Regions from separate parts of the Mus musculus genome. Here regions 2 and 3 are each linked to region 1. A link is a contact called in public HiChIP or PLAC-seq data. All regions are on one chromosome and are shown on one strand. Each heading gives the region's core, a stretch centred on a gene start, on an enhancer-like site or on the middle of the called end of the contact. The rest is flanking DNA. Distances are from core to core; before and after follow the strand shown.

Region 1 (3,721 bases), core at 192-2,691:
ACACACACACTCCACACGTACACCTACATACTTACACACGCTCTCCAAATCCGTACACCTGCACACTTACACACGACAAATGCAAAATGTAAAAGGTTTAAAAATATTTATTTCTAATATTTTTAAATTACATGTCTTTGCATATATGTCAGAGTCAGCACAAACATGAGAGCGCAGGTGCCCAGGAGGCCCAACTTGTGTGATCCTCCTGAAGCTGAGAACGGGTGCTGAACCCAAAGTGCTGGTCTTCCTTAAAGACAGTGATCTTAACTCGCTGAACCCAATACTCCAGCCTCACGTATAAACACACACACACACACACACACACACACACACACACCACACCACACACACACCACACACCACACACACACACACACACACACACACACGGGCTGGGGGGGAGGGAGGGGGAGAGAGAGAGGGAAAGAGAGAGAGAGAGATAGAAGGAAGAAGAAGAAGAAGAAGAAGAAGAAGAAGAAGAAGAAGAAGAAGAAGAAGAAGAAGAAGAAGGGAAGGAAGGAAGGAAGGAAGGAAGGAAGAGGAGGAGGAGGAGGAGGAGGAGGAGGAGGAGGAGGAGGAGGAGGAGAAGACGACAAAGAGGAAGACGACGACAAAGAAGAGGAGGAGAAGCTGTGGGAAGGCCACTCCCTTGGCTTCAAGCATCCCTCTACAGTGACTACAGAACAGAAGGGGCTCGAATTGCCTCTCACAGCAGCTTGGGTTGAAGAACCTTGTTATCCACATCTACTAATAGAGGATTCAGGGCTGTACACACTTGTTAATCTGGGGAGAAACTTGTAATGGAGAATTTAAATAAGTATTAAAGTTGGCCTTTCCTAGAGCCACCCAGAGCCCTGTGTAGTCACTGTGCCCAGCTCCTCGACCAACACTGCTCCACCAGGCCCACTACTTCCTTATCTCATCTCCGGAGCTTAGCTGCTGCGCCTCTGCCCGAGGGAAACTGGATCTTAGTCCCTGGACAGTCGCTCCAGCTCCGCGGGGCTCCCAGGATACTGCAGCATCGGATTTCGCGTGGCAGCCCAGCTTCCCTAACTCGTATCCCCTCCCGCCCGGGAACCCTGGAACCAATCGCAGAGACGCAGAGCTCCGGGTTGTAGAGTCCCAAGCTCGGGACCCGCCCCTCTTTGTTGCGGTGTCCAATGGCCGCATTCGGAACATCGGCGGCTGCCCGGGTGACTCAGTTATATGTCACAGAATAACATTCGAGAATGGGACATGGAATGAGGCGACGACCGCCTCAACCCCAACAGCCTTCTGCAGCAATGAGGCCGGCCCGAGGTGGGTCCCCGGGCCCCGCGCGCGTCGTGGCGGCCCGCAGCTGCCACTCGCGGTGCCCGCGCGGGACCCGCGGGAAGGGGGCGGCGCTGCGCTTGCCCGGGAACCCCGGCTGGAGCCGCCCCTCTCGCGCCAGGGTTCGGGGGGCTTCCGGGAAGACGCCAGGCCTCCCTAACAAGCAGAGGCTGCTGCGGCTCCCTCGCGCCAACCCCGGGCGCTCACGTGCCCGCTCGCTGTGGGACCGTGGCAGTCCACCACATCTGGGGACCCAGGGATGCGTGAAGCTGGAGGGGACCCTCGAGTCTTCTTGCTACACAGCTGTCTTGCTTTTTCCTACCCCGTCCCCTCCTCACCCCGCGCTCCTTGCATGCCTCCCCATCCCCGAGTGCAGCTGGGTGTGAGGCTTCGTGGCGTCTTTCCAGCCGCCTTGCTAGGTAATCGGCGGGGCTGGAAGCTCGCGTTAGTCCTGAAGGGTGGGTCTGGGGCAGCGAGGCGGGAACCCCCATGCCTGTCTTATTGAGCTGCAGTGTCTGCTGTTTCCACTGCTTTCAGGCCCGGTCGGTGAGCGGGGTTCCCTTCGTGTGTCCTACGGCCGCGAGAGTTAAAGGCCACCCCAACCTCCCGCGGGGCCCTGATCCCCGGCGTGCCGGCGTCCTCCGCCCCCTTGCCGTGTGCCCCTCATCATGACCGGCTCTGCCGCCGACACTCACCGCTGCCCCCACCCCAAAATCACCAAAGGCACCCGATCCCGGAGCAGCCACGCGCGGCCCGTGAGCCTCGCCACCAGCGGGGGCTCCGAGGAGGAGGACAAAGACGGCGGGGTGCTGTTCCACGTGAACAAGAGCGGGTTCCCGATCGATAGCCACACCTGGGAGCGGATGTGGCTGCACGTTGCCAAGGTCCACCCCAGAGGGGGAGAGATGGTAGGCGCCATCAGAAACGCTGCCTTCCTGGCTAAGGTCAGTGGCTTCGCTGGAAAGGGTGGGATGGGATGGGCGGGTTGGCAGGGATGGGACCTGCTCAGCCCATCCTTGGCAGGGCAGGGAGAAGAGACCTCGTGTCCAGCTACTGAGTCCTGTTCTGCTGCCAAGAGGAGCAGGCAGGGGGCTTGCTGGCTAAGCTCTGAGGTTGGGCTGAGCCAAATCCATTATGTATTCAGCTCCTGTAATATCTTCATCAAAAGCTAATGTCACCAGGTCAACACCAACCACTCCAAGAAAGCATAGAACCCCAGGGTCCACCCTATCTGCCCTCCGTGAGTGTTTTACCTCCCCCCCCACCCCCAGGTCTCCCTAGCAAATGACTTATGGAGTGAATTTGTAATCAATCAGCCAGACTTCTCAGTGTGAATCATTCCTAGAGTTTTTGCTAACCATCTTCATCTTCATCATCACACTCTTCCTATCCTTTTATGACAGTGATTTTTGATTTTTACCTCTGAAGCTTACAGAGAACAGTGACCTGTCCCTTACCAGCTTAATCTGGCGCCAATGAAGCATTTGGCTGTGGCTTAAAGGGACTTTCCAGGACACTGGATGAATTAGTCTCTGGAGTAAAGGGAGACACCAAGTGACCCTCTCTTTTTTACTCGGGAGAGCAGCCAGGGAGCAACTGAGCTCAGTGGCCAAGGATATGGTTACAGAGAGACATGTTCTCTGGTGGGAGTGTCGTGTTATATAAAATGAAAACCTGGAGTGTGGCCATGGAGGTGGCTTCCCTGGACCCCAGGGATCCCGTTTGCTGAGCAGGACTCCTGAGAGGTGCAGGAATCACATATCCCAGAGACATGGCAGCAGTCAGTCCCGGTCCTGGCTGGCGACAGCTGAGCATGCAAGCCTGCAGGCCAGAAGGCTGTGTGTGTCCTTGGGGAAGTGGAGGATGTTCTCTGCTTCCTGCTTCATCGTGTTTTATTACTTTGCTAGGCAGGGAGTTTATTCTGTCCAAAGGATAGGAGCTTACCTGCGCTAGAAGCTTGTCTGTGGGAGTATCAGCAGTAATAATCCTTGCTCTTGAACTCGGGCAGCCCTGGCTCTGACTTCAGCATCTTTCTCTGCTTACCATGAGTCACCAGAGTCTTTAAACATGAGAGAGTTGGGCAGAGGGAGTGGAGACTGAATGCCACTGTTTTGAGCAGGCTTTCTGAATCCTGCACCTCACTCACTGTGCCTTCGTTTTTACCCCAGCTCCATGTGCGGGGAGCCCTTCTCCATGTGACAAGCATTGGATCTTACTATTGAAGATATCTCTCGAGTCCTGAGAGTTAGGCAGGAGTGTGATTGAGACAGTGGGACACTGCCTTTGTTCTCTGTGGCCTCCTCTCCCTTCCCTCTCTCCTCTTTGCTCCTTCCCGTTCCTTCTTTTCCTCTTTCTCCTCTTTTTTCTCCGCCTCTCTCTTCTTCCACTTCTTCGTCTTTCTTTTCCA
Region 2 (3,654 bases), core at 967-3,466, 150 kb before region 1:
TTCCAACCCATAGGTTTTTTATTTGTTTCTTATTATGGATGGTTGTGAGCCACCATGTGGTTGCTGGGATTTGAACTCATGACCTCTGGAAGAGCAGTCAGTGCTCTTAACAGCTGAGCCATCTCACCAGCTCGTTGTTATGGTTTTAGATATTTTATTTGGGGGCTGGAGAGGTGGCTCCGTGGTTAAGTGCTACATCCACTCCAGTAGTGACTCGCTTGGCAGGCCTAAAAGCCTGCAAGCAGTCACAAGGCAAAGAGTTTTGAGGAAACTTAGCCTCCTGGAACCTTGGCATTCCCATAGCTAGAATGCCCCAGATTCGTCCCTGCAATATTGTGGAGGGTCTTGCATGCTTTCTTACAGTATTCTACTGGATAAGAGTTAGAAGTCTCAGGGCAGGCTTATGTATACCTAGAATCTTCATTACATTCAGGTATTGCAAACTACATTTCATATTAGAAGAAAGTTGGTGAATTCTTCTGATAAATGGAGATTCCCTACAGATACCTAAAGGAACAGCCAAGTTACTCTCATATGCAAGTATTTACCAAGGCCTAGGAAATAGGGGGGTTGTGGTATTGCATTATTCATGAGAAGGTCTGCTAGAGCAGAAGCCCCTGGTGCTAGCTTTCACAAGGTTCAAAGGAGTAGCATAAATTGTGACTAGGGTGTGAAATCCTTACCTGACATTAGCTGACTCTAGGCAGGGCTGTTTTATCTTTACTGTAAACATTACCTGGTTCCTGTCAGTCCTTTGTAGGCATTCCTCTGTTTTGTGTCAGATACTTTAATGTACCTTGCCTGCTGTGACACCTTACTCCTTTGTTTCCTGTATTATAGATTGGTGTTTGCTTTGTGAAAAATTACATCCAGATACAACACTCCCTTGTGTCTGTGTCCATTTGGCACCCTTTTCTCACCAACTCCATGCCCACCTGCTGGAACCCCTAATTTCTGCGGATTGAGAGAGGCCGACTGAGCCCGGTCTGTGGCAGTTAAGAGTACTTGGTGTTCTTGCAGAGGAATCAGGTTTGATTCCCAGGGCCCACATGTTGGCTTACAGCCAGTCATAGTTTCAGTTTTAGGGGATCAAGACTTTCTTCTGACCATCTCAGGCACCATGTACACATGTGTGCATGATACACAGACATATACATAGGCAGAACACTTATGCACATAAGATAAATATAAATTTAAAAATTATTCTTTTACAATATCATACATGTATGTAACTCACTATGCAGACCATGCTGGTCTGGAATTCAGAGATCCACCTGTCTGTGCCTGCCCGTGCTGAGATTAAAGGTATACACCAGGCCAGCCTCTTTGTCCTCTTATCTCCCTCCCATGCCTGCTGTGCTTGGTTTTATGGGTATTCTTTAAATATATTTATTTTTTACTTTATGTGTATGAGTGTTTGCCTGAATGTATGTCTATGTACCACATGCATGCAGGTGCCTGCAGAGGCCAGACGAAGGCATTGGATCCACAGAGGCTAGACTTACAGATGGTTGTGAGCCACCGTATGGATGCTGAGAAACCAGACAGTGCACTTAACCACTGAGCTATCTCTCCAGTCCCTGGTTTTCAGGGGTTGTTGTTGTTGATGGTGGTGGTAGTGGTGGTGGTTGGTTGTTTGGGTTTTGGGGGCGGGGCAGGGTCTCATTATGTGGCTGGGCAGGCCTGGAACTAAGTATGATCCTCCTGCCTCAGCCTCTGGAGTGTTGAGATTATATAACACCAAGCTATTTAGATATGACAAATATTTAGATCTGCGATTGTCTGTTAAACTGAAAAGTAAGATGTCTTTGCTTCTTTGCAATAGTCTCAGGGCCTCCATCACCTGTGGAACACGAGTTTCGCAGCTGTCCACCCGCGGTAATTACTGAGTGATGACATCACCAAGGATTTTGCATTCCTAAGGTTGCAAGTATTTTTGCAGACTGTGCTTTGCAGTAAACCTGCCTCAGGGCCTTACTGTAACACTCTTCACAAATGATCACCCTGAGGCCTGGGCAGGTCAGAGGCCACGACTCACAAACAGGGCTCTGGCTCACAGCTCTATACCTGTTCGAGGCCGGAGGGTGTGGGGGACAGGAGTTCACAAAGCCAACCCAGGAGGCTTGGGACTGGGGCACCCAAGCCACACACCCTCTGGGCTCTGGCTGGGTTAGGTTTGTCCGCCGGTAGCCACCAGGGGCCGCTGCGATGCCAGAGACTCTCGGGTGCGGTCTACGCTTGATCTCCGACCCAGCCTCACCTCTAGGACCGGGGAGCTTGTAGACGGGGCGAGAGCTTGGAAACCGCTGTTCCATTCCCCGCGGACGCGCCCTCTAGGCCCGTGCTGGTGCAGACCTCAGCCGCAGCGCAAGCCCCGGTCCAGGCAGACTTCTCGACACTCGGGGAGTCGGGGTACTGCGCCTCGAAGTAGGGGTGCTGCGCCCGGGGCAGAGCTCCTTCCTCTTTCCCAGTCGCAGCCTCCATGTGTGGGCTCGCTCGAATCTCTGTGGGTTTTAAATGTTACACAATTCCACAGAAGAAGAAACTCTGCCACAAGGCCCGGCACATCTACCTTCAAATAGGATGCATTAGAAGAAATGGGCTAAAGATTATTTTTAGAGAACTTGAGCATGCATGAAGCCCCGGGTTTCACCCCCTCTATATCCAAACAAACAAGCAAATAAGAGTAAAGCTTTGAGCCTGCTGCCTTTTCTCCCAAAGTCCTTTTCCATCCTGGCGCTCGGTCTTTAGAGTGCAGTGTTGGCCCATAAGCCTTTCTTGTCTCCTGCTTTCATCTTGCAGTGATGTGCAAGGGCACTCTCCCTGCTTCCCTGCTGAAGGCAGTTCTGGAAAGAGCACTGCAACACCCCTCCCCGTGTAGGGGGGAGGAGAACACAGACAGATTCGGGGTGAGGGTTAAAACATCAGGTTTTGTTCCCGCTTAGCACAGGAGATACTGCGCTCCTGTAAACGCAGTTTGCACAGAACAGAACTCAGTTTATGATAGTGTGGGACTCTCATCTCTGCTGTGTAGGGGGTCCCACAGGGAAAGCGAAGATGCACATGGTTGCGTGGGAGAACGTGTGTGTGCGCTTGTGTGTGTATGCTTGTATGTGTTTGCTTGTGTGAGTGTGCTTGTGTGTGCTATGTGATTGCAGATGTGCATGCATGCATGGGTGTGCATGGGTGTGTGCCTGTGTCTGTGTGCTATGTGATTACGGATTCACATGGGTGTATGAGTGAGCACGTGTATGTGCATGTGTATATGTGTGTGCTATTTGATTGCAGATGCACGTGGGTGTGTTATGTGCCTGTGTGTGTGTTAAGTGACTGAAGATGCACGTGGGTGTGTGGGTGGGCATGTGGATGTGCGTGGGGGTGTGCACTAGTGTGTGTGCTATGTGACTGCAGATGCACTTGGGTATGGATGCATGCAGAAGCCAGAGATCAACTTTGGTTGTCATCTTCAGATACCGTCCAGCCTTTTTTGTTTTTTGTTTTTTTAAGACAGAATCTCCAGCTGGATCCCAAGAGACTGTACTGGTTGGTCAGCTAGCTCTGGGGCCCACCTCTTCCACTTCCACTGCACTAGGAATGCAAGCTCCCCACTGCACTAGTGTCTCTTCCACCCTCAGCAACCCTGTTTTGCACTAC
Region 3 (3,525 bases), core at 943-3,442, 250 kb before region 1:
TCTAAACTCCCTTGAATACCTTACAGTTTTGATGGAAACCACATTTAGCTCCTAAATGTAAAAGAGTTTCTCAACAATAAAACTGAGATAAATAATAAAATAATAAAAAGGCAGCTCAAGGTACAATTTAGTGTAGAATACAATGAAGCCCTTGGTTTAATTCTCAATAGCATGCATAAAAAATAGGATCAAGTTGGGGGGAGGGGAGTGGGGAGGAGGGTATGGGGGACTTTTGGGATAGCATTGGAAATGTAAATGAAGAAAATACCTAATTAAAAAAAAGAAAAAAAATAGGATCAAGAGCAGTGGTTCTCAACCTGGGAGTTAAGACCCCTTTGGGGGTTGAACTACCCTTCCAGGGGTTGCATATTAGATATCTTGCAAATCATATATTTACATCATGAATCATACCAGTAGCAAAATTAGTTATGAACGACCAACAAAAATAATTTTATGGTGGGGGTTACAACACCACAATCTGTATTAAAGGGTCACGACATTAGAAAGGTTGAAACACTGGTCAAGAGCCAGCTATTGCTATATAAAATGCCAATACTGGATTTTAATCTTCAAGTCTTTTCTAATATTTTTATTTTATGTACATTGTGTTTTGCCTGCATGTATGAGGGAGTTGGTCCCCTGGAACAGGGGTTACAGACAGCTGTGAGTTGCCATGTGGTCCTCTGGAAGAGCAGCCAGTGCTCTTAACTGCTAAGTCATCTTTCCAGCCCAACCTTCAGGTCCTTTAAACTGGTTAGAGGTGGATAATTACAGGGACTAAAGTTCTAAAATGTTTGCACATCCATGTTTGCATATGAACTCAGAAGGGTTGTATTTATTTTTGGAATGCAAACGAAAGAACACACCAGATTCTCTCATTCTTGTCACATTCTCCACGATTAACCTTTCTTTTAAAAAGTGGGGATAGGGGGTTGGAAAGAAGAAACTGAAGCACTCAACCATTAGAAACCACTTTTATCATTAAACACTTCAAGTTTCCCAATACCATAAAGGCCAGAGGCTATCATTTTACAGCTTATACAGAGACAACCCATGTGAAACCTGAGGCTCCCTCACTAACAGAATGCAGGTCACTGTGACATGGCAAACAACTCTGTGTGTCAAAAGAACAGCTCACTTTCTGATGACAGGGCTGCGGTGCCAATTTTACAAGGTGCCTGGCATTCATTTCTTCAACACTAAACTTTTATCTGGTTCCTGATCCCACACATTATGGCAAATCTCGAACACCAACCCTCTCTGGTCATCCTCATGTGAGATGGGAGAGAGGGTGGGGGTCAGTGCACCCCCTGTCTTCAAAGTTGAGCTGATGCAAGCAGATGTCTTCCTTTCCAATCTAACCACACATCCTTGACCCGGTTACTCTGGATGACAGACATGTCCTCCTCCACTCCTCACAGACATGCAGGAAACCATCTTGAGTTCAGCAGGGAAGATACAGAGATCGGAAGCCCCTTAGTAAGACCCCGGGCCAGGGTCTCCTCAGCTGGTCGCAGGGTCAGCCACCACGTTTACTCTCGCTCTTCACAAGTTTTCATTACAACCCAACACTACCTAAACTTGAACTCTGATAAGTTTCACCCACCAGGGGACTTTCTAGAACTTGCTTCGGTTGAAAGAGGTGTGGCCCACAGACCCAGATGCCACACCTCTCTGACTGACATCGCTCTGGACCTGCAGTGCAAGGGCTGTCCACACAGTCGGGCTCAGCTGCCCCGGGCTCTGCCGACTGACCCCACGGGTGCACCTACGTGACCCGGAGAGGACACCCCACACAACGCCTCACCTCAGATGAACCTGGCGACCCACTCCTGAGGGGTCCCGTGTCCGAGCTGTGGAGACCTTGTGCAGTCACTTCACGTGACCTGAAGACCCCGCTCACCAAGAGGACCAGGGCTTGCCGCCTCACCTCATGCAACCCCATCCTCGTCGCGAGGGGACCCTTACCCAAACCCATCACGACCCGCCTCACCTCACGTGACTCCGGCCCCCCAGTCCTGAGGGGAACCCCCACCTGAGCATGCCGCCTCACGGAGTCACGTGAGGACCCCACCCGAGCCCGTTGCGACCCCGCCGCCTCACCTCGCACGACCCTGACACCTCAGAGCTAAAATTAGACAGGCGGAGCGGCGCGCTCACGTGCGCGCGGCCCGGAAGGGCGGAGGCCCGACTGCGTGAGTCATCAGCCCCGCCCCTTCACGGAGAACGCTGTGACGTAAGCGCGCTGCCGAGAAGCCGGGATAGAAAGTTCGAGTTTCGCTGTCTTAAAGGGGCCGTAGCTCGCACTGCACCCGTTCGGTCACCTCAAACAAAAAGTATGCTGTCCAGGTCACAGAGCTGACCATCGTCAAGCTCTTAATCATTGCCATAGGGCTGGCTCCAGAATTTTCATTTTTTTCGTGCTAAAGTTTGGCTGACCTAGGGCCCAGCCCTGTGGAGCCTACCCATGAGTTTTCTGGAACTGGAGAGGCTGTGCTTAAGAGACCTGGGCTGGCCCATTAGGGCCAGAGCTGCCCGAGGCAGGCCTTGCTTCTCAGTCCTGAGCCATCCACTGTGGTCACGGTCATGCCAAGAACAGTTTCGGAGAGGTCGCACTGTGGGAAGGGAGCCCAGTGGGACAATGGCAGGTGGTCACAGTCCGTCTTCTGGCTACTCACGCCAGACACACGGGAAGTCCTCAGCGTGGACATTTAGAAGCTAACCATTCCTGTCCTTAGTCTCCATACCTGTGTGACCTGCCCTGTCTCCTGTCCATCATGCTTCTGTGATTTCGGTTTTGCTCCGATACGTGGAGTCTGTGGTCAAACATCTTTGTGCCCACCAGGAGATGGAGAAAGCCCAGGCAGCCCCAGGTGCCCAGGAAAAGACTGCAGGGCAGCCACTTCTTGGTGCAGGCACCTGCAGTGAGCTTTCTTACTTTCATTCAGGGGAGATCACCTGCCTGAGATCTTGTGGCCTGTGAGGAATAGAGGGTCTTAAGCAGTTCGCGTGCACAAGCACATGCACGCGCACACATACAAATTGATAAATCCGGAGGAATTCTAAGTCAGCACATCACAAAGACACCAATACACCCAAGTTTATTGCTGCACTATTCACAATAGCTAAATAAAGAACTAACCCAGATGGCAATCAACAGATACATGGTTAAAGAACATGCGTTCTATATGTATACATGTATGGGATTTTAAAAATTATTTATTTACATGTATGTGGGTGAGTATGGGAGCAAGTGCTACAGTGTATCTGTGGAGATCAGAGAGCAGGTTGGTTCGTTCCTTCCACCAGGTAGGTTGTAGGGAATGAACTCCGGGTCTGAGGATTATTGAAGTCTTTATCTGCTGAGCCATCTTCTGGCCCCAGCAATTGAATTTTGCTAGCAAAGAATGAAAATTGCTGTAGGAAAAATGGATGGAACTGGAAATCATTGTGTTAAGTGACCTAAGCCACACTTGGGGAAAGTATAGCATGCTTTCTGTCATATGCAGAATCTAGATTTAAATC

The links. HiChIP or PLAC-seq counts read pairs in DNA pulled down with a chosen protein or histone mark.
Region 2: an HNF4G HiChIP or PLAC-seq map of pancreatic cancer cells shows a contact between it and region 1. The contact joins the enhancer-like site here to the promoter of Vash2 in region 1. A contact is called at or near these places in 1 of 39 promoter capture datasets (hematopoietic stem and progenitor cells), 1 of 484 Hi-C or Micro-C datasets (bone marrow-derived macrophages), 3 of 115 datasets of contacts at active chromatin or transcription factors (the NIH/3T3 cell line, microglia and pancreatic cancer cells) and 3 of 9 other capture datasets (embryonic stem cells, liver and pancreatic islet).
Region 3: an HNF4G HiChIP or PLAC-seq map of pancreatic cancer cells shows a contact between it and region 1. The contact joins the promoter of D730003I15Rik here to the promoter of Vash2 in region 1. A contact is called at or near these places in 3 of 484 Hi-C or Micro-C datasets (all in embryonic stem cells), 3 of 115 datasets of contacts at active chromatin or transcription factors (embryonic stem cells, extraembryonic endoderm stem cells and pancreatic cancer cells) and 2 of 9 other capture datasets (adipose tissue and embryonic tail).

The regions. Positions count from the first base shown.
Region 1 is chr1:190,976,718-190,980,438 of GRCm38.p6, reverse strand. Vash2 (vasohibin 2) reads left to right here and starts at 1,441. Exons shown (of 8, transcript NM_144879.2): 1 at 1,441-1,733; 2 at 1,852-2,258. The coding sequence starts at 1,983.
Region 2 is chr1:191,124,688-191,128,341 of GRCm38.p6, reverse strand. Gm46178 (a long non-coding RNA gene) reads right to left here. Exons shown (of 3, transcript XR_001779634.1): 2 at 3,570-3,577; 3 at 3,014-3,023. It overlaps Gm31640 (a long non-coding RNA gene), which reads left to right. Exons shown (of 3, transcript XR_373868.3): 3 at 1-31. Among named protein-coding and RNA genes, the nearest start is that of Gm46178, 5.6 kb to the right of the region's middle. Within about 2 kb of position 2,216, at least 89 of the 459 cell types and tissues checked have an H3K27ac peak or open chromatin away from gene starts, as enhancers often do. A contact at or near this core is called in bone marrow-derived macrophages, hematopoietic stem and progenitor cells, liver and 2 more, where this site is marked.
Region 3 is chr1:191,223,121-191,226,645 of GRCm38.p6, reverse strand. It overlaps D730003I15Rik (RIKEN cDNA D730003I15 gene), which reads right to left and starts at 2,192. Exons shown (of 2, transcript NR_151547.1): 1 at 2,104-2,192; 2 at 959-1,437.